Regions from separate parts of the Pan troglodytes genome. Here all the other regions are linked to region 1. The links are chromatin contacts, called in public HiChIP or PLAC-seq maps. All regions are on one chromosome and are shown on one strand. Each heading gives the region's core, a stretch centred on a gene start, on an enhancer-like site or on the middle of the called end of the contact. The rest is flanking DNA. Distances are from core to core; before and after follow the strand shown.

Region 1 (6,747 bases), core at 135-2,634:
TTCTTCAAACCACCACGAAGTAGCAAGGCTTCAAAAGCTTTTAGGAATGCTACGTTCTACAACAGCCAGATAACTAGGAAACCAGCAGATGGGAGGAGAAATCTGTCCCTATGAAACACGTTCCCATCTCAGTTTTGAAAGTGGCTTTATATAAACGCATTCATCTTCTACCCAATAACCCAAAGGTTATTGAACGCCAATAACCAAACGACTCAGGACTGCGAGATGATTCCCAAGGAGGCGAACTTGTGCGGACAGATTTCAAGTACCACGAACCATCACCAGCAGAGCGAAGGACAGGTTTCCCTCCGACGGCTGCGATGCTCCGAGTCCCTCCTCCCCCTAGCACCCCGCGGCCCACTGAGCCCTTCCCCAAAGGTCCCCGAGTTCTGAGCGACGCACGCCCCCGACCCTAGTTACCGGGGAGAGCCGCCGAGGGCCCAAGGCGCCAGTAAGGCTCCGCGCACGCAGCCCAGCCCGAGGGGCGCCCGCCCGGGCGCTCGGTGTGGGGCCTGATGCAGAGCAGGAGGAGGAGGTCCGAGTGGGCCCCAGCGCTCTCAGGGTCTGGCGCCGGCCCCTCTGCCTCCCGCCTCTGCTGTGCTTGGCGTCCAGGGATCTTCCAAGGACTCCCCACCCCCTAACCCTGCTCTCCCACGCGGGGTCATGACTTCGGGCGGCGCCAAGCCCCCAGCGTAAGGGTCCCCCCGGCTTCCCCGGGAAAGGGTCGGGGTGCAAGGCTAGGCCGGGAGTGCCTGGCGATAGGGCCGGATTAGGACACAGGGGGTCAGCTGCAGGGCAGGGCGCTCCCGCCGCGGTGCCTGGGGAAGGGAGCGGGGGTGGGGCTGCCGCGGGCCAAATGCGGGACACAGGCGCGGACGGGGGCGGCCGCGGATCGGGCGGACGGCCACTCTGGGAGGGGCTGGGAGGTACAGCGGCCCCCTGCGGGACGCACCTGCGCAAAGTGAGGAACCGCCCCCCCCGCCCCCGCTCCGCGCGAAGCCTCACCTGCCCAGCGCCCGCTTCATTCCCGCGTCGGCTGCGCAGCGCGGCTCAGCCGCCGCCGGGCCCGTCAGGCGTAGGTTCTGCTTCAGGCGGCAGTCGGCGTCCAGCGCCGCGGCGGCCGAGCCGGAGGAGGACGAGCCCGCGGCGGCGCAGCGCTCATGCTCCAAGGCGACGGGCTCGGTCCGCTTCCTCATCCCGCGGCCGACAGGGCCAGCCGCCGACGGCGCCCGCTGGCCTCCGCCGCCTGCGCCGCAGTGCCGCCGCTCACAGCCGCCGCCACCCGGAGACCGGAGCCCGGAACCCGCCGCTCCTCACATCCCAGCCCAGGCCGCTGCGCCGGCTACGAACCAGCGGCGGGGGCCCGCCAGCCAGGCCAGCCAATCAGCGCCGGGCTCCCGCCGGCTCTGCCCTACCCCCCTCCCCCGGCCCCGCCCCGGCCACCTCCTCTCTAGTTCCAAGGAGCGCGCGCCCAGCATCCCTGGCGCCACCCGCAGCCATTTTGTGGGAGGGTGGGCGAAGCTGCAGCGGCGCGTCATCTGCAGGGCAGGGCTCTGGGCTCCATCCCCAGGCTGCAGCTGTGCTCGCCCGGGCGCTCGGTGTGAGGAGCACCCGCTCCCGGTCGTGCCCGAAAGGGGTGGCCCAGCGAGGCAGAGCCGCAGCGCTGGGCCCCTCGCGCTTCTGTGAACGGAAACCCAGAGGTAGCAAATAGCAGTTCCGTTCTCGTGATTCTTAATTCTTTTAAAGGACATTACCTTTAAAAGTATGCTTTCCGGTCGTCAGTTTTTAATTTGAAGTAAATGTATATACTGTTTACTTTTGGGCCGAACATCTGGAAATGAACTGCTTGAAAAATTTACTTTTTAAAAACCTGTGTTAGATTTTAGATTTTTATAAAGCAATTAAGACTACCTGATGGGAGGAAAATCCATTTCAAAGATAAATTCGCCCTTATGAAACCCAAATTTAGTACTAATTCAACCCATCCTAGAAAGAGAAAAGGAAAGAATAAAGGGCTGTTTCACAAATTTAGTTTTATAACTTTGGCTTTCTTCAATATGGCCTTAGTTTTACAGATGATCTATAACCAAGAGAGATATTTGCTTATTCCAAAGTAACGTTAGAAATTTCAGTATTTGTCACTTTGAAAACTATTGGCAATTGATAAAGGTCAATTGGAAATGCGTTTAGAAATTCAACAGCTTTTGATATTAGTGTTTTTTTTTTTTTTTTTTTTGAGACGGAGTCTCGCTGTCGCCCAGGCTGGAGTGCAGTGGCGCGATCTCGGCTCACTGCAAACTCCGCCTCCCAGGTTCACGCCAGTCTCCTGCCTCAGCCTCCCAAGTAGCTGGGACTACAGGCGCCGGCTACCATGCCCGGCTAATTTTTTTGTATTTTTAGTAGAGACAGGGTTTCACTGTGTAGCCAGGATGGTCTCGATCTCCTGATCCCGTGATCCGCCCGCCTCGGCCTCCCAAAGTGCTGGGATTACAGGCATGAGCCACCGCGCCCGGCTGCTTTTTAAATTAGTTTTGTAATGATACTTTGAAATTGCAAAATAATTTATTGACTGTATTACTAAGTGTTACAGCCTGCATTCATAATTGTGTCAATATCTCCAGATATACTTTTTAAAAACATTATGGGCCGAGCTCAGTGGCTCATGCCTGTAATCTCAGCACTTTGGGAGGCGGAGGTGGGTGGATCACTTAAGCACAGGAGATGGAGGCCAGACCAGCCTGGCCAGCATGGTGAAACTCCGTCTCTACTAAAAATACAAAAATTAGCCGGGTGTGGTGGCACAAGCCTGGGTGACAGAGCAAGACTGTGTTTAAAAAAAAAAAAAAAAAAGGCTGGGCGAGGTGTCTCAGGCCTGTGAGCCCAGCACTTTGGGAGGCCGAGGCGGGCGGATCACGAGGTCAGGAGATTGAGGCTATCCTGGCCAATGTAGTGAAACCCCGTCTCTACTAAAAACACAAAAATTAGCCGGATATGGTGGCACAACCCTATAATCCCAGCTACTTGGGAGGCTGAGGCAGGAGAATCGCTTGAACTTGGGAGGCGGAGGTTGCAGTGAGCTGAGATCACACCATTGCACCCCAGTCTTGGGGACAAAAGCAAACTTCTGTCTCAAAAAAAAAAAACATTAGCTGGGCATGGTGGCGCGTGCCTGTATTCCCAGCTACTGAACCAAGGAGTCGGAGGTTGTGGTGAGCCGAAATTGTGCCACTGCACTCCAGCCTGGCGACAGAGGGAAACTCCTCTCAAAAACAAACAAACAAAAAAATTAGCTGGGTGTGGTGGCACACGCCTGTAATCCCATCTACTTGGGAGGCTGAGGCAGGAGAATTGCTTGAACCCGGGATGCTGGGATTCGGAGGCTGCAGTGAGCCGAGATTGCACCACTGCACTCTAGCCTGGGTGACAGAGCTGGACTCCATCTCAAAATAAACAAACAAACATACTATGGAATGTAAATTATAAATTCTTTATAGTGATGTAGTAACACATCCTGGAGAGATTGGAAATCTAGGAAATAACTAAAACTTAAAAAAAAAAACACAAAAGAGGTTTTGACTCTATCGCTCACTTCAATTAAAAAAAAAACAGCCAGGCGCGGTGGCTCATGCCTGTAATCCCAGCACATTGGGAGGCCGAGGCGGGCGGATCACAAGGTCAGATCATGACCATCCTGGCTAACACGGTTTCACACCCCGTCTCTCTGATAACAATATAAAAAATTAGCCGGGCATGGTGGCGGGCGCCTGTAGTCCCAGCTACTTGGGAGGCTGAAGCAGGAGAATGGCGTGAACCCGGGAGGCGGAGCTTGCAGTGAGCGGAGATCGCGCCACTGCACTCCATCCTGGGCGACAGAGTGAGACTCCGACTCAAAAAAACCAAACAAACAAACCAAAAAAAAAAACAAACAAACAAGGAAGGAAGAGCTGGAGAGGAGAAATCTGTACCGTGTATTGAATCTTTCTTACAGGCACGAGGCCCTGCCCACACAGTGCTCAACTCTTGGTGGTTGAGCCCATGCTAGTGATGCCCACATTTTTATCATTGGTCCACACCTCTCCTTGACCCTTAGGCTCCTCATCATTTCTGCTCTGATTTCTGACAAGCACCACTTCAATGCTGAGCTCCCAACTCTTCTCCCACCCCCAACTCCATCCATGACCTTCTCTGGTAATTCTATTGCAGTTCCTGGGGCCACAATTCTGGGGTCATCCTTGACTTCTCCTTTCTTGTTATAGCATGTCTATCACCAAGCCTTGTCAGTTGTGCTTTCAAAATCTATGAGAATTTAACCATTAAATTTTACCGCCTCCATGGCCCCCACCCTGGGCCAAACTGCTGTCATCTCTCACCTCCATTATTTGAATAGCCTAACTGGTCTCCTGCCTCCACTTTGCCTCACTTCTGTCCACTTAATTCAGCTGCCACATAGGGTTTTCTTGTTGTTACAAGGTCTAATTCTGTCATTTATTTGCTCACAACACCTAAGTGGCTCCCCATCTCACTCAAAACCCAAGGCTTACAAAAGGGTTTAACATGGCCCTCCCTGACTGTAGAGCACCCGATTCTGTCATTGATCAGGGGTGCCACTTGCAACCTGCATGGACTTAGGGTAACAACAAAGGGTGGTGAACGTGAGAATAAAAGACAAGAGACAAGAGTATATTTGGAAGAAGGGGTCAGGGGGCACCTTGCCTCTAGTGGACAAGGGCCCTGAGCTTTACACAGCCCTCCATATTTATTAGGCAAAACAGATAGGGATAAATGGGGGGTGATTGTGGGGTAATTGTCAGTCGGCTGCTTGGTTCACAGCAGGCTTGCCAGACTGCATCCTTTGAACAATAGATACTAGATTTCTCAGTAGATAACTTCAAGGAGCCCCGTGCCAGGGAGTGAGGCCCTCAGCCAACCTTTTGGTGGCAGGCACAGTGTGAGTTTGCTCACATCCTGCATTCGTGATAGTGATAAACAGTTTACTATTTGATCATATAGCCTCCAGTGGAATGCTGAGTTGATCATGATCCCTTTGGCCTTTTTGGCTCCCAACATCTCTCCCTTTGTGTTTATGTATTAATTGAAAGAATGTAAGGCCAGGCTGGGCATCTCTCATTCTCTGATTGGCAGTCCATCCGATTTTACAGACTATGAGCAGAAGACAGAGACAAAACAGCATGATTCCAAGAACTACATATAAATTGTTAATGTGGTGCTTTAGATAGGTCCAAGGGTTGAGGCTTGCCAGGCGTTGCTGGAATTTGGTCCAGTCTTCTAAAGCAGGCTGAAATTTTTGAGTTTGCTTATTTAAATCAAGAATTTTGTTTTGTAATTCACCAATATCAAAGGTGATGTTGGATGTGAACGCTCCCTGTAAATGGGCTTTCACAAGGTCCCATGGATAGTCACTTTGGTTATATTCTAAGTTGTTTACACAAATATGAGTGTGGTTAAAATGACAATGCAATTGATGCTGCAACTGCAAGCTCTGTACTTTTTCTCCTAACCAAAGGACCGTGGATTTTAACATTGCCACTTCAGTTTGTAACTCAGTGTTAATTTTATTCTGAAGTAGCCACGGTTGGTCAGCTGTGCGCGTCCAGTTCTCCAGGTACTGAGCTGTTTGAATAGAATTATGCAAAGCTACAGAGGACATCACAACAGAAGTTATTAGTGTGACTAAGGAAACAATAGCAAAAATTATGCCTAAGTCTCTACAGACACGATGCGTAAGCTGAGTTAGAAGAAGTTTCACAAAATGCAAAGCAGGTGTGGCAGCCCAAGGTTCGGACAGATTAACAGGAATCCATAGCCCAGGGATGTGACCCAGAATCATGAAGGTAGAAATACTATGTGTTTGCAATGTGCTGTGATTAATGCAGTGATAAAACTGGCAAGATTTACAGGTCAATTGGGTATTGTTTACCTGGAGCTGGTTCTTCTTAGCTGCCAAAAAGACATAAGAATTAAAAACAGAAACTGTAAATTGAGTGGTGATATTCTTTACAAATGCAACATTAAGATTGTGTTGCTTACTATTGCTATTATTGGATAGTATTCCAGTCCAGATGTTGCCATTCATAAATGGGAGTGCTGCCTTCCATATAGTCTCTTGAATTGGTCCTTTCCTCCCTAGATAATGCCACTGAGGAAGAGGTGGGCTAAAGCCTGCTCCATGCCAAGCAATCTGGGCGGCAGACTGGGATTGGATCCCAGTACTGTATAAAGAAGAAGCATTAAAAGCTTGCCACCAATGCCAGTGAAGTTTGTGCCATGATTTCTGATTTTCATCTTTTCGATCTAATTGACCTTTAGGTTCCCAATCCACAATGTCTCCCGTTAACATAGATTGTTTTCTAGCCAGTGGACCAAGACACTGGGTCCATGGAGGTGGGTAGGAACTACTGAATGGAATCCATTCCGTATATTCAGCACAACTAGGGCGATTGGGCCGGGAAAGGTTGGTTAGCACACCAGTTACATTAATAGAACCAAGACTTAATAAGTGCATAATTTTTCCATAATGATTCAACCATGTTTGAGCTTGAATTGTAAGACAGCTATGGCTGAGCGATGTCTTTGTGTTGATTCACAAAGGAAGTCCTTCCAGTGGAGCGGTATAATTAATGACATTATTCTGAGAGTCTAACTGTTCTATGTCAGGGGGAGTTAGGGGTCCTGGAGCCCAGTCTCCTTGATCATGATAAATCTCAGGAGGAGTGTCACTCCAAAGTA
Region 2 (6,131 bases), core at 1,001-3,500, 340 kb before region 1:
AAAGGCCATATTATCAGAAGAAATAAGTGAAGGAAAAGGAGACAGAAGAATGCTTGCTGACCACACCCTGATCCTGACCGAGCGAGGTTCAGAAGGTCCTTGCTGTTGGCCCCAGGAGGTCCGCCCCACTGTCTTATCTGAGTGGGGCTGCAAGTGTGCACAGGCCAACTGTGAATGTTCCCCATGACCTTGGCCTCACAAGTCCAGAGCAGGTCACTTTCCACCTCTGTCCTTGGGCAAGCTGCTCTAGTCTCCTTCAAGGACACATTGCCCCAACTCTGCAAACCAAAGGGTTTGGTTTTTTTCCCACTAGTTCAAGGGCACTTGCTGCTGACTCAATGTTAAAGAAAACACTTATCTAGTAAGTGACTCATTTTAATTAAACCAGCAAAGTAATATACAATATCGGGGAGGGGGGGAGGTCCAAAGTTCCTTCCAATTTCTTTGAAAAATAACTGCAAGACACTATCTATAATTGTATGACTATTTCTGAAGTTATCTAAAATCGCTACTGCTTATGGGTCACCAGTAAGCGCTGGGTCTGCTGCACACCTTGCAGCACTCAGCCTAACCTCTGAGCATGACTGCCCCCATCCTCACAATGAGGAGACTGAGGGCTGGGGGGTCAGAACAACAAGGACAACTGAGGGAGGATTTGGAGAAAATGGGGCCCTGGTGACCCTGCCATAAAGACCCGCAGGTCCTTTCTTAAACACTCCCAAATCCAGCAAGCTGGTTATGGCCACCCTTCTGGTCTGCATCCCTCTGATCAACACCGTGTCTGCCAGCCCCTCCCCGCAGGCCCCACACCCAGGCCCACCCTGCATCCGGAGCCCACCTCGCACTTGGCACCCACCCTGCGTGGCCAGCCCTGCCTGCAGTTCAGGGCCTCCCCCTCGCTGCCCAGTCAGCGCCTTAGGTGGGGGCGAGGGTGCTGTGTACGACCCCCAGCCCCAAATCTTAGCAGAGCAGCAGGGCCTCTGCTCAGCAAGTTCCAAACAACTGACCACCGGTCAACTGTTTGGGGCCGGTTTCCCGGGACCTCAGACCCCGCGGGTCCAAAGCAGGCCCCAGGTCGCTGGGGTGCAGTTCTCTGAGGCCGAGAACGAGAACGGGGAGGCCGCCGTTACTTCCTTCCCGCCCACAGGCCCCAGGCCCCAGGCCCGCAGCGAAGAAATAACTGGTTCCAGCTGCCACGCCGAGTTTCCTCCTCCCCAGGTCGCCCGCCACAGCTCTGTTTGTTTACGTGGGCAGGGCTTGTCCCCAGGCTGATCCCCGGGCACCGCAGCCCGCAGTGACAACCGCCACCGCTTTGTTTTTCCCTCCACCCCGGTATGGGAACGGGAAAGCCCCGACTCCGGGGCGCTCGGGTGTAGCCCGCGGCTCCCCGCCGGCTCTTGCTCAGCGGCGCTATGCACCCGGTAACGCAACTCTGGAGTCCGCCGAGCAAGGCGCCGCGCCGAGCAAGGCCAGCAGCGGGGCGTCCCAAGCGGCCGCCGGGTCCCCGCGGGCGCCGGCCCGAGCTGGGCACGTGGATCTGGGGCCCGATGGGATGAGGGACGGGGTGACGTGGAGCCACTGCTTAGAGCGGGCGGGGCGGACGGAATACCGGAGGAGGGGCCCCTGCAGGGCTGCGATCCGCGCTGCCCGGGGACGGCTGCCGCTGGCGAGAGGCTCCGAGTCCCCTCGGGACCCAAGAGTTGGGGGCGTCCTGGGTCTCCCGAAGCCCACTCACCAGAGACATTTAACTGGCCTCCCAGGAACCAGCCGATCTTGCCAGAGCTGAAGTCGCAGTCCCAGACGGTGTGGTAGGGGGTGTCCCACACGAGAGTGTCCCGCGCCAGAGACCCCCAGAAGGCGGCCGGCTCCCGGGCTGCCTGTGCACTCAGCGCGGGATACGAGCCTGGCTGTGCTGCTGCTGCAACTGCGGGAGCGCTGCCCGAGGGTCCCGAGGCCGCCCTGCGCGGCGCGCTCACCCCGCACGGCGGCCGCGCGGGCTGCCCCGAGAGCCCTCGCAGGCTGCCCAGCAGCCTCCCGACGCCGCGGCCCAGGGTGCGCGCCGCCATCTAGCCAGACTACCTAGCTCTCTGTGCTCCCAGAGTGGGTGCCTCACGCCCGGGGCGCCCCGTGGAGTCTCCGCGGGCCCCGCCCCTGCTCCGCCCTTCGGCCACCATCCATTCCTCCGGGGCCCCCTCCCGGAGCCCGCCCGGGTCCCACCCCTTCTTCTGCTGCCCGGGAGAGGGGGGGCCGCTTAGGAAGAGGGGAGCAGCGTGGGGAAGGGGTGCGGGGGAGCGCGGGGCGGAGCAGGGTCCCAGGCCCTGGCCCAGGCGCTGCGCTCCGGCGAGTCTGCGGTCCCACCCGGACGTTCCTCGCGTCGGCCTGTTTTGGTTTCAGTTTGCACGCTCTCCTGCAAGCCCCGACAGCTTCTTCGAGCTGCCAGAGGCACGTGCGGCCCAGGACGCAGGCTCAGGGCCTGGGGCGAGGGGACCCTCTGGGATGGGGAGGAGGCGGGAGGGAGCCCGCACCAACGTTAAGGGGGCTGGTGCACCCAAGCGCACTGGTGGGTCCCAAGACAATAGGTCGGTCAGTTCCGCATCTCAGAGGCTGAAGCCAAGGTTTTCATGCCTTTGTGCGCCCCTGAGAGTGAACCCCACCCCTGGCGTCTCAGCGGCACGCGAAAGGGGCTGGCGGGGAGCCTAGAAGCCAGGAGGCTGCGCAAGCCTGAGTCCGTGTTCTGGGTCCCATGCTCCAGCCCCCCAGCTGCCGGCCTCCGTCCTGGCGGGGGTCACGTCCTGCTGGGGGTCGGTGGTGGGTGATATGGGGCGATGAGGACTGTCTCCAGTTGCTGCAGCATCTGTAGCCTGAGTTCAAACTCTGTGACCTTGAGCAAGTTCCTTAACTTCTCGGTGCCTCGTTTTCCTTTTGGGGAAGACGGAAGTAATGTCTCCCTGGGGGGCGGGGACGGCGGGGGTGGGCAGCTGCAGTAAGGAATACATTGGACAATGTCTGTCAAGCGTCTACCCTTGCGTGGCCCCATAGTAAGCTCAGTAGTGGGGATGATGTTTTTGCAGCTGTGGAGCCAGGAAGGACAGAAGGAAACGTATAAAACTGGTCTCCACCGAGTTCTTAAATATTTTGACACCCAAGAAGTAAATTCATAACAAACGGGTAAACACAGGGAAGAGAGATTTTGGAAAACTGGTTTATTGAGTTCTTTGTGATGGGAAAGTTTCTTTCCCTTGAGCTGTAGGGCTTGCAGAGGGGAGGAGCCTGCCATTGGAGGAGCCTCTGCGTGGGCTACCCACCAGCCCCTGCTGGGGAATGCTGCTGTCTGCCAGAGAAGACAGGAGTGTACCTAGAGCTGGAGAATCAGTGACATCTACTAGCATAACACATGCCCTGCACAGTGCTAGCGCTTGACCTGCATTTTCTCCTTTGTTTATTTATTTATGATACTTTTTTAGAGATAGGGCCTGTAGCCCAGGCTGGAGTGCAATGGTTCCCATCACAGCTCACTACAGCCTGGAACTCCTGAGCTCAAGCGATCCTCCTGACTCAGCCTCCTGAGTATCTGGAACTACAAGCGTGTGCCACGGCACCCGACTAGTCTACTTAATTTGAAACTTATCTAGTGCTGTCCATTCCCACCAACTGTCAAACTCCAGGTGGAAATAATGAGGAAACTGAGCCCAAATAAATAAAAGGACTTACTAAAGAGCATGCAGCTGGCTAAGGGAAGAGCAAGACTAACACCCAGTGCCCCCAGTGGGGAGCTCGTTGGCCTAAGTTCATTTGAATAGAATATTAAAGACACCCAGTACAGGGCACTGAGAGGCAGAGGTCAGTGAGTAGTAAAATTGTAAACTGAGAAAGCTCCTAACTGTGGCAGGGGGTCCCAAAGACGGCCACCAACTCTTCCTTCCCACGCCTGCACCGCCTGCATGTGATGGTGTGCTGCTCTGTCCAGAGGAGGCCCTGGCTGGCTGGATTGCTTTGGCCAGTACAGCCTGGTGGGAGGGATGCTGTGACAGTTCCATGTGGAGGTCCTGAGAGACCCCGTAGCCCCAGCTTGTCCTCCCATGGAACCCAGCTGCGAGCTGTGAAGAAGCGGGGCTGGCCTTCCAGAGGAAGGGACCCAGGGAGAGGATGAAGCTGTCCCATCCACAGCCAGGACCAACTCCCAGACAAGAATGACGCCAATGTGGAGGTTCCTGTCCCAGCCAAGGCAGCCTCATGAGTCACCCCAGATAACACCTGGGATGCAAAGGAACCTCCCAGTCCACTTACAGAATTGTAGAAGGAATAAATTTAAGCCACTAAATTTTGGGATGGTTTGTAACTCAGCAGTGGTAACTGATATAACAACTGAGGCTGAAAAATGCATGGTTCTTTCACTCACTGACTATTGCCTCTCAGTGCCCTGTACTGGGTGCCTTTCTTCTCTCTGCCTTCCAAGTGTTGAAGTGCCCAGGAGCTCAGCCCTCAAATCCCCCTTTCTCCCCTGCCCCCTAGGAAACAGCAGCCAGCTCTCTAGCCTCTCACTTTCATATTGACACCTCCCGCCTGGACCTTTCCTCCACATCTCAGTCCTGTATTCAAATGTCTCATTCACATTTGAAACATACCAAGTCCTGGGATTCTTCCCCACAACACGGATCTTCCATGTCAGTGAATGGAAATGGCATTTTCCTGTTGTTTGGGCTCATACCCTTGTCATCCTAGATTCCTCCCCCTCACACTCCACATGCAGCCTGTCAGCAAATCCTGTGGCTCACCTTCAGAACACCTGCAGCACTAACCTCTTCCCCCATCACCATCCCCTCCTGCTACCATCCTAACCATACCCATCTCTTTTAGGATTATTCAGTAGGCTTCAAATTGCTTTCACCCTTGCCCCTGACAGCCTAACCAGCAGCCAGTGCAATTCCTTTAAAACAAGAGTCAGAGGAACTTGCTCTGGAGCTTGGAACAATCCAAAGGCTCCCCAGTCTCCTCAAAACAAAGACCATATCATTCCCTGGCCCACAGGCCATAGCCTCACTACTCAATGTGTGGTCCATGGGCCAGCAGCATCACTTGGATACTTTGTAGAAATGCAGAATGCCAGGCTCCATCTCAGACCTGCTGCCTCAGAATCTGCATCTTAAGCCCCAGGGGAGCTGCATGCACATTCACGTTAGAGAAGCGTTGCCCTCCCTGATCCAGTGTACCCTCTTCCTCTGCTCTCACTCATTGGGGCTCCAGCACATCAGCCTCCTCCTGTCCTTCCCATCACCCAGCAGGCTCCCACCTCAGGACTGTCACACGATGTCCCTTCTGCCTGGAATGCTCCACCCAGTTGTCCACAGAGACTCCCCCTCACCTCCTTCAGGTGTCTTCAAACATCCCTTCATCCAAGAGCCCTTCCTTCCCTGTCACCTACATAAAGTTATACCTCCGCCCTCATTCCCTAGTCTCAACCCCTGACTTGATTTTTCTCCATGGCTGTTACTTATTAGCTCTGTGTTTATCTTCCTAGTCCTCCTACCAGGAGGGAGCCCTGTGAGAGAAGAGACCAGCTATGCTGCTTGTGACTGGGCCTGGCACCAACAGCCACCCCATGGAGAGTGCACGGCGATGGCTCCTTCTTCCCACTACCTTCGTTTCTAAGGTCTTCTACAGTTGCAATGAGAAAAGTACGTAGAACTAACTCTGTTTTAAAGTAAATGCTACCTCGTTCCTTCTGGTTGGATAAGAAGAAGTGATCATTTCAGAACCAAACATGTCAGAACCAACCAGGTGGTGCAGAACTGCACTTCTTGCTGCCCGAGTTACCTAGAGGTGGCCTTGAGACCTTCCTTCTGAGTGTCACAGCCCAGGCCAAGGTCGTCCCCACTGCCTCCCTCCTGGCAGCCAGTCATCAACTCTTGCAGAACAAGCACAAGATTGAACAAGCACAAGGAGCACCCACTCTTGGCCCTGCATCCCGAAGGACCCTCAGAGGTTTGGACAGGGCAGCAGCCTATCTGGGCAGTGCTGGTCACATCTTCTCCCTAAGAAGCCGCTGGCCTCAACTTCAGGAGAGCTCACCTTGGAACGCTGGATGCTGTCAGGCAGGGGCTGCAGACACACGAAGGGCTTAGAGGGCAGGG
Region 3 (6,198 bases), core at 146-2,645, 320 kb after region 1:
TGGAGATATACCAGCTTTTTGGGAGGAACCCGTGTATATCTTTCTCTTATTGATTTATGATTTTCTTTTTGGAGGCAGGATCTCGCTGTGTTGCCCAGGCTAGCGTGCAGTGCAGCCAACATAGCTGGTTACAGCCTCCACCTCCTGGACTCAACTGACTGGGCCTCCCAAGTAGCTGAGGCCACAGGCATGGGACACCACGCCCCGCTAATTTTTTTATTTTTCTAATTTCATGTAGAGACAGGGTCTTGCTGTGCTGCCCAGGCTGCTCTGGAACTCCTGGCCTCCCAAAGTGCTGGGACTACAGGCATGAGCCACACTGCTCAGCCTGATTTATGACTTTACCTGAAATTCCTGTCTCCCTGAATTGTATAAAATTAACCTGCAAGCCCGACCGTCTCGGGCACTTTCACAGGACCTCTTGAGGCTGAATAACCTGGGCCACAGTCACTCATACTGACTAGGAATAAACCTTTTAAAATATATTTTGGCAGAACCCGGATTTTGCCGTCATTAGCAAGGCCCCAGGGAAGAGGACACCTGGGTCCCCACAGCCACCTCACCTCCCGCGGACGCTGCCCCACGCAGAGCCCCCCTCTCCACCACAACACGTCTAGACGTGCCCGTGCGAGGACATTTGGTCCCGGCCTACACTCCTATCCGCGGAAGATCGTCCCAAGGCGGGGTGCTCCCAACCCAAAGCAGCGGCCCTTCCCCAAAACACGCGGGCGAAGTCCTCCCCTGTCCCGTCTCCCACAATAAAGTCTGGAGCATCAGAGTCGGAGGGAACCCGAGTCGGACCTAGCCCATCCGTCTCATGGCTGTAACCCCCACCCCACCAGTGGACCCTGGCTGTGGCCGAATCCCCCTCCACCTCCGGCCAAAAGACCCCCGTGGCAGCTCGCTAGGCCGCTGGCCCGTCCCCACCCGAGGAGCGGCGACCCTGGCACAAGAGGACCTGGGTTGCTCGGCGCCCCTGTGAAATCCGGGCTGTTCACCGCCCGAGCCGCCACTACACGCAACCGGGAACGGAGACTGAGTGGCGGCCCAGACCCGGGGCGCTCGGCAAGCCGCAGCCCCACCGCCCACTTCAAGGCGCGGCCTGGGTCTCCGCCCCTCCCCAGAACGCGGAGACGCCGGGCCTGAAGGAGCGCGCGCTACGGCCCCAGCAGCGCCCTCACGTCCCAGGCCTTCCCGGCCCTTCTTCCTGCACCGGAAGGGCGCGCTGCAGAGAGGGACCCGCAGGAGCGCAGCTCACCAGGGCGGCTGAGGGCGAACCGAGGCGGTGAGGTCACCGATGGTGGACCACGCACCTCACGGCTCGCTGACGCCCAGGGATCTGGAACGCTCTGCGCCACCCGGGACTACACTACCCAGAATCCTCAGCGCGGCCGGGACTACGCTACCCAGCATCCTCGGCGCGGCCCGGGGGCTATGCGACCCTGCGCATCGCATCCCCTCGGTGGACTACACTCCCCAGAGTCCTCGGGAGTCGTCCAGGTACACGCCCCAGAATATTGGTCATAGCGGTCCACCCGGGACTGCGCGACCCGGAATCCGTGGAAGGACTTCTCGGAAGGACTCCTCTCTGACAGGTGGGGCGAGCCTATGGTCTTTTGGACGTGGAGGGATCCTTTCAGAACCGGCGATTTCTTTTATTTAGGTAGCCCTATACATACATTAAGCATATTTTCCCATTTCTATGATATAGGTAAATAATTTAACCACTGTCTTTTGATTATGGGTATGTCTTTTCTTTTTCTTTTGTTTCTTTTTTTTGCTATGTAGTACTTTTGATCTCTGATTTTCCTACGGATTTTGTGGTTTTATCATTCACATTTAGATCTCTCAATGGTTTAATTTTTCTCCAGGTACACACTGTGAATATACACTTATTTTCAAAATTTTCTAATATTTTATTAATTTCCCATTAAATTTATTAAAAATATAGTCTTTTACCAAATAATTTAAGGTTTCAGCTACATAATTCAGTATACTCAATTTACATTTGCATTTCAATTTCTAATTGTTCCCCCATTTATCTAATTATGCATCAATGCCAGAATTCTTTCATTATGTAGGGTGTATAATATGCTGATATCTTTTGTGGCTTGCCAAACCACATAGACTTTATATTTCAGGCCTTTACTAGGTATACTTGCTGTTTGCTTTTTCTCTTTTGGTTTTTAAATTTTTAATTATTCTGGATAAATATTAGTTGTACATATTTATAGGGTACATGTTATGTTTTGATACAGGCATACAGTGTTTAATGGTCAAATGAGGGTGATTGGGGTATCCATCCCCTCAAGCATTTAGCATTTCTTTGTTTTAGGAAGTTTCCAATTCTCTCTTTTATTTTTAAATATATAGTAAAATTGTTCTTAACTATAGTCACTGTAAGGGAATCTTATTCATTCTAACTGTATTTTTGTACCGATTAACAAGTCCCTCTTTATCTCCTCTACCCACCATCCTTCCCAGCCTCTGTTAACTATCTCATTCTACTCTCCATCTCCATGAGTTCACGTTTTTAGCCCCACAAATGAGTGAGCACATGTGGTATTTGTCATGCTGTGCCTCATTTCACTTAACATAATGTCCTCCATTTTCATACATGCTATTGAAAATGACAGAATTTCATTCTTTTAATGACTGGCTAATATCCCATTGTGTTTATGTACCACACTTTCCTTATCCATTCATCTGTTGATAGACACTTTGATTCTATATCTTTACTATTTTGGATAGTGCTGTAGTAAACATGAGAGTGCAGATATATCCTTGAAATACTGATTTCCTTTCTTTTGGATATATACTCAGCAGTGGGATTGCGGGATCATGTATATATTTATTAATTCTTTTGAGGAACCTCCATACTGCTCTCCATAGTGGTTGTACTAATTTACATTCCTAACAACAGTGTATGAGGGTGTATCCACATCCTCACCAGTATTCACTATTGCCTGTCTCTTGAATAAAAGCTATCTTGACTGGGGTGACATTATATCTCATTGCGGTTTTGATTTACATTTCTCTGATGATTAGTGGCATTGAGCATTTTTTTCATACACTTGTTGGCTGTTCATATATCTTATTTTGAGAGATGCCTATTCAGATCTTTTCTCCATTTAAAATATCAGATTGTCTTTTTCCTATTGAATTGTTTTAGCTCCTTATATATATTCTGGCAATTACTTTCTTTTCAGATGGATAGTTTGCAAATTTTTTCTCCCATTCTGTGGATTGTCACTTCACTTTGTTGATTGTTTCCTTTGCTGTGCAGAAGATTTTTATGTGATGTGGTCTCATTTGTCCACTTTTGCTTTAGGTGCTTGTGCTTTTGCAGTCTTACTCAAGAAATCTTTGTCCACACCAATGTCCTGGAGTGTTTCCCCAATGTTTTTTTCTAGTAGTTTTATAGTTTCAGGTCTTAGATTTACCTTTAATCCATTTTGATTTGATTTTTATATGTGGTGAGGGGATTGCTTTAGATTTCATTCTTCTGCAAATGGATATCCAGTTTTTGCAGTGCCATTTATTGAAATGACTGTCTTTCCCCAATGTAAGTTCTTTGCACCTTTGTGGGATATAAGTTGAACTATAAATGTGTGGGTTTATTTCTGGGCTCTCCACTCTGTTCCATTGGTCTGTGTGCCTATTTTTATGCCAGCTTTTTGCTGTGTGGATTACTATAGTTTGCATAATTTGAAGTCAGGTAATGTGATTCCTCCAGCTTTATTACTTTTGTTCAGGATGGCTTTGGCTATTTTGGATCTTTCATGGTCCCATATAAATTTTAGGATTAATTTATCTATTTCTGTGAAGAATGTCATTGATATTTTGATTGGGATTGCATTGAATCTGTAGACTAGGTGGAATGGACATTTTAATAAGATTAATTCTTCTAGTCCAAAAACACGGACTATCTTTCCATTTTTTGTATCCTTTTCAATTTCTCTCATCAATGTTTTATAGTTTTTGTTGTAGAGATCGTTCACATCTTTGGTTGATTTTATTCCTAGCTATTTTATTTTATTTGTAACTTTTATAAACAGGTTACTTTCTTGATTTCTTTTTCAGATTGTTTGTTGTTGGCATATAGAAATGCCACCCATTTTTGTATGTTGATTTTGTATCCTGAAACTTTACTGAATTTCTTAATCAATTCTAAAGTTTTTTGGCTGAAGTCTTTAGGTTTAACTAAATATAGGATCATATCATCTGCAAACAAGGATAACTTCACTTCTTCCTTTCTAATTTGAATACCTTTTATTTCTTTGTCTTCAGTAATTGCTCTAGCTAAGATTTCCTAGTACTATGTTGAATAAAAGTGCAGAATGTGGGAATCTTTGTCTTCTTCCAGATCTTACAGGAAAGGCTTTCAATTTTTCAGTATGATACTAGCTGTGGGTTTGTCACATATGGTTTTTATAATATTGAGGTATATTCCTTTTACACCGAGTTTTTTTTTTTTTGAGTGTTTATTATGAAGGGATGTTGAATTTTACAAATGCTTTTTTGGTATCCATTGAGATGATCATATGGTTTTTGTCTTTTGTTTTTTTGATATGATATATTACATTTATTGAATTACATATGTTGAGCCATCCTTGCATTCCTGGGATGAATTCCACTTGGTCATGATGAGTAACCACTTTAATGTGTTGTTGAATTTGGTTTGCAAGCATTTTGTTAAGGATTTTTGTGTCTCTGTTTATTGGAGATATTGCCTTATAGTTTTCTTTTTTTGTTACATCTTTGTATGGTTTTGGTGTTAGGATAATACTGACCTTATAGGATGAGTTTGGAAGTGATCCTTCTTTCTTTTTTTTTTTTTTTAAATAGTTTGCATAGATTGATACTAGTTCTTTATAAAATGTTTGGTAGAATTCAGCAATGAAACCGTCAGGTCCTGGGCTTTTCTTTGATGGGAGACTTTTTAATACTGCTTCTATCTCATTTGTTATTAGTCTACTCATGTTTTGGATATTTTCATGGTTCAATCTTAGGTTTTATGTATCTAGGAATGTATCAGTTTCTCCTAGATTTTCCAAATTAATAGCATATAGTAGCTCATAATCATTTCTAATGATCCTTTAAATTTCTGTGGTATCAATTGTAATGTCTCCTTTTTTCATTTCTGATTTTATTTGTTTTGGTCTTCTGTTTTTTCTTAGTCTGGCTAAAGGTTTGTGAATTTTACCTTTTTTAAAATTATACTTTAAGTTCTGGGGTACATGTGCAGAACGTTCAGGTTTGTTACATAAGTATACACGTGCCATGCTGGTTTGCTGCAGCCATAAACCCATCATCTACATTAGGTATTTCTCCTAATGCTGTCTCTCCCCCAGACCCCCACGGTCCGACAGGCCCCAGTGTGTGATGTTCCTCTCCCTGTGTCCATGTGTTCTCATTGCTCAACTCCCACTTATGAGTGAGAACATGTGGTGTTTGGTTTTCTGTCCTTGTGTTAGTTTGCTGAGAATAATGGTTTCCAGCTTCATCCATGTCCCTGCAAAGGACATGAGCTCATCCTTTTTTATTGCTGCATAGTATTCCATGGTATATATATGCCACATTTTCTTTATCCAGTCTAACATTGATGGGCATTTGGTTTGGTTCCAAGTCTTTGCTATTGTGAACATTGCTGCAGTAAACATACAAGTGCATGTGTCTTTATAGTAGAATGATTTATAATCCTTTGGGTATATACCCAGTAATGGGATTGCTGGATCAAATGGTATTTCTAGTTCTAGATCCTTGAGGAATTGCCACAATGTCTTCCACAATGGTTGAACTAATTTACACTCCCACCATCAGTGTAAAAGTGTTCCTATTTCTCCATGTCCTCTCCAGTATCTGTTGTTTCCTGACTTTTTAATGATCACCATTCTAAATGGCATGAGATGGTATCTCATTGTGGTTTTGATTTTCATTTCTCTAATAACCAGTGATGATGAGCATTTTTTCATGTGTCTGTTGGCTGCATAAATGTCTTCTTTTGAGAAGTTGCTGTTCATATCCTTCACCCAATTTTTTTATTTTTATTTTTTGTAAATTTGTTTACCTTCTTTGTAGATTCTGGATATTAGCCCTTTGTCATATGGATAGATTGCAAAAATTTTCTCCCATTCTGTAGGTTGCCTGTTCACTCTAATGATAGTTTATTTTGCTGTGCAGAAGCTCTTTAGTTTA
Region 4 (6,466 bases), core at 196-2,695, 310 kb before region 1:
CTCATGAAATAAAGTCCTTTTAGAGTGGAGCAAAAACGTGCCTGCCTATTGATCTGACATGCTTCCTTTTAGTATCAGAAGACCCAGTCTACTCTTTTTGCCTTGGCTGCCTGGATGCTCAGCTCTAGATTCTACCACATACCATCCTTTCTTGTGTAATTCTTTCTTTTCTCTCCCACACCCAAAACCACTCGTTTCCTTAGCCCTTGTCCTTTATAGAATTTCATTGCTTCCTTCTCTTTCCCCGCGACCTGTCTGGATTTCTTTGGGGAAATGGGTAGGCCGGGAACACATCTCTAGGCGTAACTACAATGAATCCCCAAGGTTGCTTCTTTCTCCTGCACAGGGGACTGGGAGGACGCTGCGCCGGCAGAGGAGCGCGGTACCCGGGACTCTCTTTTCAGCACCCCGAGGGGCGGACAGTTCCAGGGCTCGAGGCCCCGTACTCTTCAAGGACCCGTCAATCATTCGATCATTTCCGCCCGCGTTTCCACCTGGTACCTTGTTCGGTGCTGCTGGTGACCACCACAGGCCCGGGCCTTCCCGACCCACGCAGCTGCCAGAGGCGGAGACTGGCGCCTGGCGCTGGGGGGAAAAAAGGCCCTCTGGAGATGGTTGTTGAAGACCCCAGGGTCTCATCAAAAGGTTCCACCCGGAACCAGGTGGTGGCGGTCTCACATCGCTGAGGGAACAGGACCCCGGATGAGAGGCAGGGATTTGGGATGCAGCAAGGGGCAGGCGGCGCAGCTCCGCGAATGCCCCTCCCGCGACGGGGCCTCGCTCTGGGCTCCCCGCCTAGATCTGGGCCGCTGGGGCCAGGGGTGCGGTGGGGCGATGGTCTGTGACCCCTGCGCGGCTCAGAGCCTAGGGGACAGGGGCAGGAGCGGAAAGCGCGGGCCTGATTACCGGACGTGGAGACGCTCTCGCTGCACTTCTGGCGGCCGAGCGCAGGCGGCGGACGGCTGGGAGCCAGCGGGGCAGCGGGCTCGGGGCCCCTGGGCGGCAGGAACGGCACGTCCGCTAGGAGCAGGCAGGGCGCTCGAGCGGCCGCCGGCGGCTGCGTGCCGAAGCCACAGAGGAGGCCGAGTCCCAGCGGTAGGGCCCCACGCGCCAGGCTGGAGCCGTCAAGCCCCGGGCCCGGGCACGGCGCGACTGCCGGACCCTCGCAGCCAGATCCCTGTCCTGGGCCAGCGGGCGCCGGCAGCTCGGCCTCCAAGCCCAGCAGGTCCGTGATGGCGAAGCCCCGGGGGCGCGAGCCCCTAGGGGAACCGCCAGGCACCAGGGCCCTGCTGCTAGTGCGCCCGTCGGAAAGCGAGTCCCGGCCGGTCATGGTTCCTTAGCAAGCAAGGCGCGAGCCTCTCTGGATCCCGTTTGCGGAGGGCCCAGCTTAGAGGAAGCTTTATAGGATTGGGCTGCCGGTCGGGCGCGGGAGGCCTGAAGGGCTCCAATCAGCTGGGCGCGGGCGCGTCGCCGTTCCGGACCCCGCGAGATGGGGACGCCACCAGTTCCCCTCCCCTCGGTTACCGCCCACCCAGCTGCAGTCCCCTCAGTCACCTCCTTCTCCTCCTCTCTTCTGTCCAGCCCACCCCACCCCACCCCCATTCTAGGAGGGAGGGGAGGAAAGAAGGTAAGGGACAATGACTCCGCTGTCTGCCTGTCCCTCTAAAAGTCGCAAGTTCTACATCCTGGCGTGGTCTTCTCCTTCCTTCCAGACTCTCTGGGTGGAGGCCCCACTCCCAGCTGCCCTGAAGCTTCTTTGATGCGACCCAACTGCCTATTAAGACCTAGGACCCCATTCCCAACCACACCCCGATGGCTACCCCCTATATGTCCCCAGCCAGCCCTCCACCTCCGCCGCCAGTGCCACGAAGGCCTTCCTGTAAGAAGGCCTTCTCTGAAAATCCCCAAGGGGAAAGGAATGAAAACCGTGTATTTAATCCATGGTCATTCTACCTCCATCCCTTTAATCCATGGTCATTCTACCTCCATCCAAATCCACCCCCAGGTCCATCCCCAACACTCCACGGGCTGAACTGTAGGGGGTGGCAGACTCACAAGAGCTGGGGAAAGGGAGAGAAGCAGAGAGAGGAGTGGACTGCCCGGGGCTGAGACGGGCAGGGTACCAGGTTTAACCAACAAAACACTGTAGGCTCAGTGAAATGTGATTTCAGATAAAAAAGGAGGGCTTTTTTTTTTTTTTTTTGTAGGAGTATGTATCAGTATTTTATCCAGCAACCCTAAATTGGGGAGGAGTGGAGGGAGGTAAATTGAAATAAAATAGAGTCTGTCTACTGGAAAGCACACCTTTTCATCGGGGCTTACAATTTATTGTCCAATTTCACGATTATTCAAAGAAAGCCTGATTCTTTGAATAATCAGTGAAACTCTGATATTCGCTAAAGTTGGCCCCAAGCACGTGGGTAAGTAACTCCTGGTTCGCGCTTTGAACCCAACCAGCCCTCATCGCTCGGAGCCCTGCGTCCCCCTCTTCCCAATCCCAGAACCCCGGAAGCAGATCTCCTCAGTCCCACTCCCTGAGGGTCCTACAGTCCGAGGTCCCGCAGCGAGGGAGGAGCAAACGCCTGAGCTCCGCGGGAACCCGGCGCGGCTGCCTGCGCGCACGCAGGGACCGGAGCCCGAGCCTGGGCCCTGCAAAGTGGGTCTCCCACTCGCTGCGCGTTCGAGTGGGGCCTCCGCTAAACATGCAGATTAAACAAGGGGCTTCCGATAAGGATAATTACAGGAGGCTGCGCATTGACTTTCCGTTACTAAAGGAAGACCCAAATCTCCCCTTGCAAGCTGTTCCCGGGATTACCAAAACAATCACTTTCCTTTGAGATCATTGTCTTTTGAACCACTCCAGCTCGGGGGAGAACGCTTTAGACGCTGGCGTTGTTTTCCGCTCCGCGAGGAATTTTCCCCCAGATTTATCTCTGGGTTTAGGGAAGGCGTTGGGCATTCGGGACTGCGTAGTCGTTTGTAAATCCGAATTTGGGGTAGCAGTTAAGTGAGATACCTACGCTTCCACACAGTTTGTAGCCCGAGACCGGTCAGGCAGGCAGGGTAGTCGATTCTAAGGTGGCCCGACCGGGGTCGCCCGCGAATGGAAAGCCTAAGGGGCGCGGGCTGACGCGGGCGCCGCGCCTGCAGCCCCGGGTGCCGACCAAGTGGCCTCACCTGGGACAGGTCTTGGGGTCTCCCTCCCCTAGGTCTCCCTGGAAGGTAGGCGATCACGGGAGTGACAGACCCCGAGTAGATAGCCAGTGATCCAAAGACACCAAAAGGCCAGACGGTAGGAGCCCAGCCTCAGACACTCTCTATGGTGACTGCGGCGCCTCGGGAAGGATCGTCTTAAACTCATTTTGCAGGTGAGAGCAACTGGGACTTATTAACCCAGTCACATCGGACACAGAGACGTGGCGAGGGCGACACAGAGCAGGAGACTCAATCAAGGAACCCGTGTTGGAGCTCTAAGGGGACTCAGAGATGCAGAAGGAACGAACTTCTAAGGGGTCTTGCAATTCCTGGACTGGGGCGTTCCTAATGCATCCCGGGACCCCAATGCCAGGGAGGGGCCTGCAGGACCCCAGCGGTGGGCGAGTTGTGTCCTGGGTCACCTTGTGTTTCGCAGCGTGGCGGTGGCAGGAGCCCAGCGCGGGAGGACATTTTCATAGCCTCCTACAGTGAGAAACGCCCCCCACCCGACGCTGCGCTCATCTGTGTCCCCGCTGTTGCCGGGGCTCTGGTATCCACTTGCGCGCCCTACGTGGTGGGGATCCACTCAGAGCCCAGCGTCAAGTTATACGGGCGCTTCACTCAGCGTCAGCCAAGACCAGGGAAGCGCTTCTTGCCGTTTAGGAGACGTCTGCAAGAGATAAAAAGCTAGCCCACGATCCACCCACAATCCTCGTGTCCCCGGGGTGCCCTCGCAGTTGCCAAACCTACGGGCCGCGTTTAGGGGACGCCTCCGCGTCCTGGCGGCCAAAAGAATGGGCTCCTTCCAGCTTCCCCCTCCCGGATACCACCTGCAAATCTATTGCCAGAGGCGCAGCTCCCGCGAACGTTCCCGCCCCGGGCGGCCCCCAGGAGTCGTTTTGGGTCCCTAAATCCGTTGAGGGTTCCGAATCTGTCTTCATCAGCCAGGATTACCCGGGATTTAACTAATGAATAAAGGTTTCTCAGCTCATTATTTTCTAAGGAAGATTTCCAGCCCCTCTGTCGCCGACCGCGAATGTGCCTTGGCAGCGCCAGGCTGAGGTTGGACCTGCTGTGAGTGGTTCAGCAGGCACCCCTCTTGGGCTTCTCAGAGCCGCGGCTGGCCAGGCTGGCGGGATAAAGTGCTCAGACACAATGGGGTGGGATGCCCCGAGAAGGTGAAACGGATCGCCCTGTGAGTCTGCAGAAATGACCCCCACGGCTCCGTTCTTCTGATTTTCCTCCCACCTCTGGCTGCTCCATCTCGGATGCTTTTGTGTCTTCAGTTAAAAGTCCGGGCACAGTGGCTCACGCCTGTAATCTCAGCACTTTGGGAGGGCGAGGCGGGCGGATCACAAGGTCAGGAGTTCAAGACCAGCCTGACCAAAATGGAGAAACCCTGTCTCTACTAAAAATACAAAATTAGCCAGGCATGGTGGTGCATGCCTGTAACCCCAGCTACTAGGGAGGCTGAGACAGAAGAATCGTTTGAACCTAGAAGGCGGAGGTTGCGGTGAGCTGAGATAGAGCCATTGCACTCCAGCCTGGGCAACAAGAGTGAAACTCCGTCTCCAAAAAAAAAAAAAAAAAAAGTTGTAGCAGAGGCTGTTTGGCCCCACCCACCTCCAGCCTGACCCCTCCAACTGCACGCCGCCCAGCCTCCAGTGCCCGCCACATCTTTACCTGGGGACTTTTCTCGACCTTCAGAGTTCACTCTGCCCACTAGCTAAAGGTGCCAATAATTAACACGTGGAGAAATGCGACACCAAACACTGACGGGAATTGCGATGTAAGCACCCCCCACACACACACACACAAACACACCCCTGCACAGAGTGACTCTTAGAGGTGCCTTCTACTCCGCCTCCCAGAGATCCAAGCAGGAGGAGCTTTAGTTACTTGCTGATGATTGCATTCCATATTGCCTCCTATCTAAATGCTGTTGTGCCTACCCAGACCCCCTTTCCAGAACTGTCGCACCTTCTTCCAGCTGTTGTGAGTGTGGGGCCCTCGAATAGGAAGAATTGCCCTCGGCTGACAAAAGCCCCTTAATCCAGAGCCCCCCACCCCCTGACAAACACACACACTGTGTCATCAACTGACAGAGGGATGATAGGAGGCCTCTCCTCTCGTTTCAAAGGACAGCTCTGCAGAGGCGTTTCTGCTACAAGACCCTCTCCCTTCATGGATCAGACCAAGTCAGCTCCTTGCTCAGCTTGTTCCCACCCCGTCTTGGCCCCTCATTCCTGAGACCTTGTCTCAATATCTCTCAGGCGCCCAGACCCTGTCCCTGGCTCTGCTTCTAGCCACCTGAGCTCAGACACTTCCTGTCTCCATCTCGCTTTTACCTGGGTGTTCCTGGAATGCTCAGCTCAAAGTCTACAGAGCCCTTCTTTCTTCTCAGGTGGAACCCCACGGGGCAATCACCATCTCCCTGCCCAGATCTCTGGAATCTTCTCCAATCTGGACCCCACTCTTGAAACCCAGGCTGTTGTCTCAATGTACTCCTGCATGTCTGAACCAGTCTCCCGGGGCACTGAAATGCAACACACCCAGAGCTGAACACAGCAGCCTCCCCGGCAGCCTGCACCTCCCCAGGTCTCCTCTTCCTCCACCCCGGGGCCCACACAGAATCGAGTGTCATCCTCAGCCCCTCACTCTCCCCACAGGCTCTCCTCCCACGACTGAAAGTGATGACGATGGCCAACCTCTCTTGGCTTCTTACTGGGGGGCAGCTATTATTATAAACACCTTATCACAATGGCCACATTTCATCCTGACCACAGCTCTATGGGTAGATAATATTATTGTCCACATGCTTCAGATGAGGAAGTGAAAATTTCAAGTGATTAAATAATTGCATAAATTGCCCAAGGTCACTCACTATCCAGTGGCAAAGACAGGATTTGAATACAAGCAGTGTCAGCTCACGGCCTAACTCTGACTGTGGGTGTCTTGCTGCCCTGCATCTCTCTTCAAACCCTCTCAAAGTGGCATCTTCTCTCCTTTGCCTGCTCTGATTTGACTGTGTGCCCTGAAGTTCGTGTGTTGTGCCTTAATCGCCAATGCAACAGTGTTGAGAGGTGGAGGCTTTAGGGAGTGATTAGGTCAGGAGGGCTCTGCCCTGAGGAGTGGATCAATACCATTGTTGCAGGAGTGGGTTAGTTATTGTGGGAATGGGTTAGTTATCGTGAGAGTGGGTTAGTGACCACGGGAGTGGGCACATGAGTTTGGCCCCTTCCCGCCCCCTCTTCTGCTCTTCCTCTCTCAC

What was found. HiChIP or PLAC-seq counts read pairs in DNA pulled down with a chosen protein or histone mark.
Region 2: a contact with region 1 is called in an H3K4me3 HiChIP or PLAC-seq map of stem cell-derived excitatory neurons, with 4 times the contacts expected there. The contact joins the promoter of ACSS1 here to the promoter of ABHD12 in region 1. A contact is called at or near these places in 2 of 7 Hi-C or Micro-C datasets (blood and stem cell-derived neural progenitor cells) and 1 of 1 datasets of contacts at active chromatin or transcription factors (stem cell-derived excitatory neurons).
Region 3: a contact with region 1 is called in an H3K4me3 HiChIP or PLAC-seq map of stem cell-derived excitatory neurons, with 2.8 times the contacts expected there. The contact joins the promoter of ZNF337 here to the promoter of ABHD12 in region 1. A contact is called at or near these places in 1 of 7 Hi-C or Micro-C datasets (stem cell-derived neural progenitor cells) and 1 of 1 datasets of contacts at active chromatin or transcription factors (stem cell-derived excitatory neurons).
Region 4: an H3K4me3 HiChIP or PLAC-seq map of stem cell-derived excitatory neurons shows a contact between it and region 1, with 4 times the contacts expected there. The contact joins the promoter of VSX1 here to the promoter of ABHD12 in region 1. A contact is called at or near these places in 2 of 7 Hi-C or Micro-C datasets (blood and induced pluripotent stem cells) and 1 of 1 datasets of contacts at active chromatin or transcription factors (stem cell-derived excitatory neurons).

Annotation. Positions count from the first base shown.
Region 1 is chr21:31,923,983-31,930,729 of NHGRI_mPanTro3-v2.0_pri, forward strand. It overlaps ABHD12 (abhydrolase domain containing 12, lysophospholipase), which reads right to left and starts at 1,385. Exons shown (of 13, transcript XM_016937585.3): 1 at 1,006-1,385. The coding sequence starts at 1,196.
Region 2 is chr21:31,585,529-31,591,659 of NHGRI_mPanTro3-v2.0_pri, forward strand. It overlaps ACSS1 (acyl-CoA synthetase short chain family member 1), which reads right to left and starts at 2,251. Exons shown (of 14, transcript XM_001149851.7): 1 at 1,736-2,251. The coding sequence starts at 2,066.
Region 3 is chr21:32,240,776-32,246,973 of NHGRI_mPanTro3-v2.0_pri, forward strand. It overlaps ZNF337 (zinc finger protein 337), which reads right to left and starts at 1,396. Exons shown (of 5, transcript XM_003316857.6): 1 at 1,259-1,396. It overlaps LOC134809147 (a long non-coding RNA gene), which reads left to right and starts at 1,401. Exons shown (of 3, transcript XR_010154122.1): 1 at 1,401-1,595.
Region 4 is chr21:31,610,561-31,617,026 of NHGRI_mPanTro3-v2.0_pri, forward strand. It overlaps VSX1 (visual system homeobox 1), which reads right to left and starts at 1,446. Exons shown (of 5, transcript XM_003953696.2): 1 at 907-1,446. The coding sequence starts at 1,330.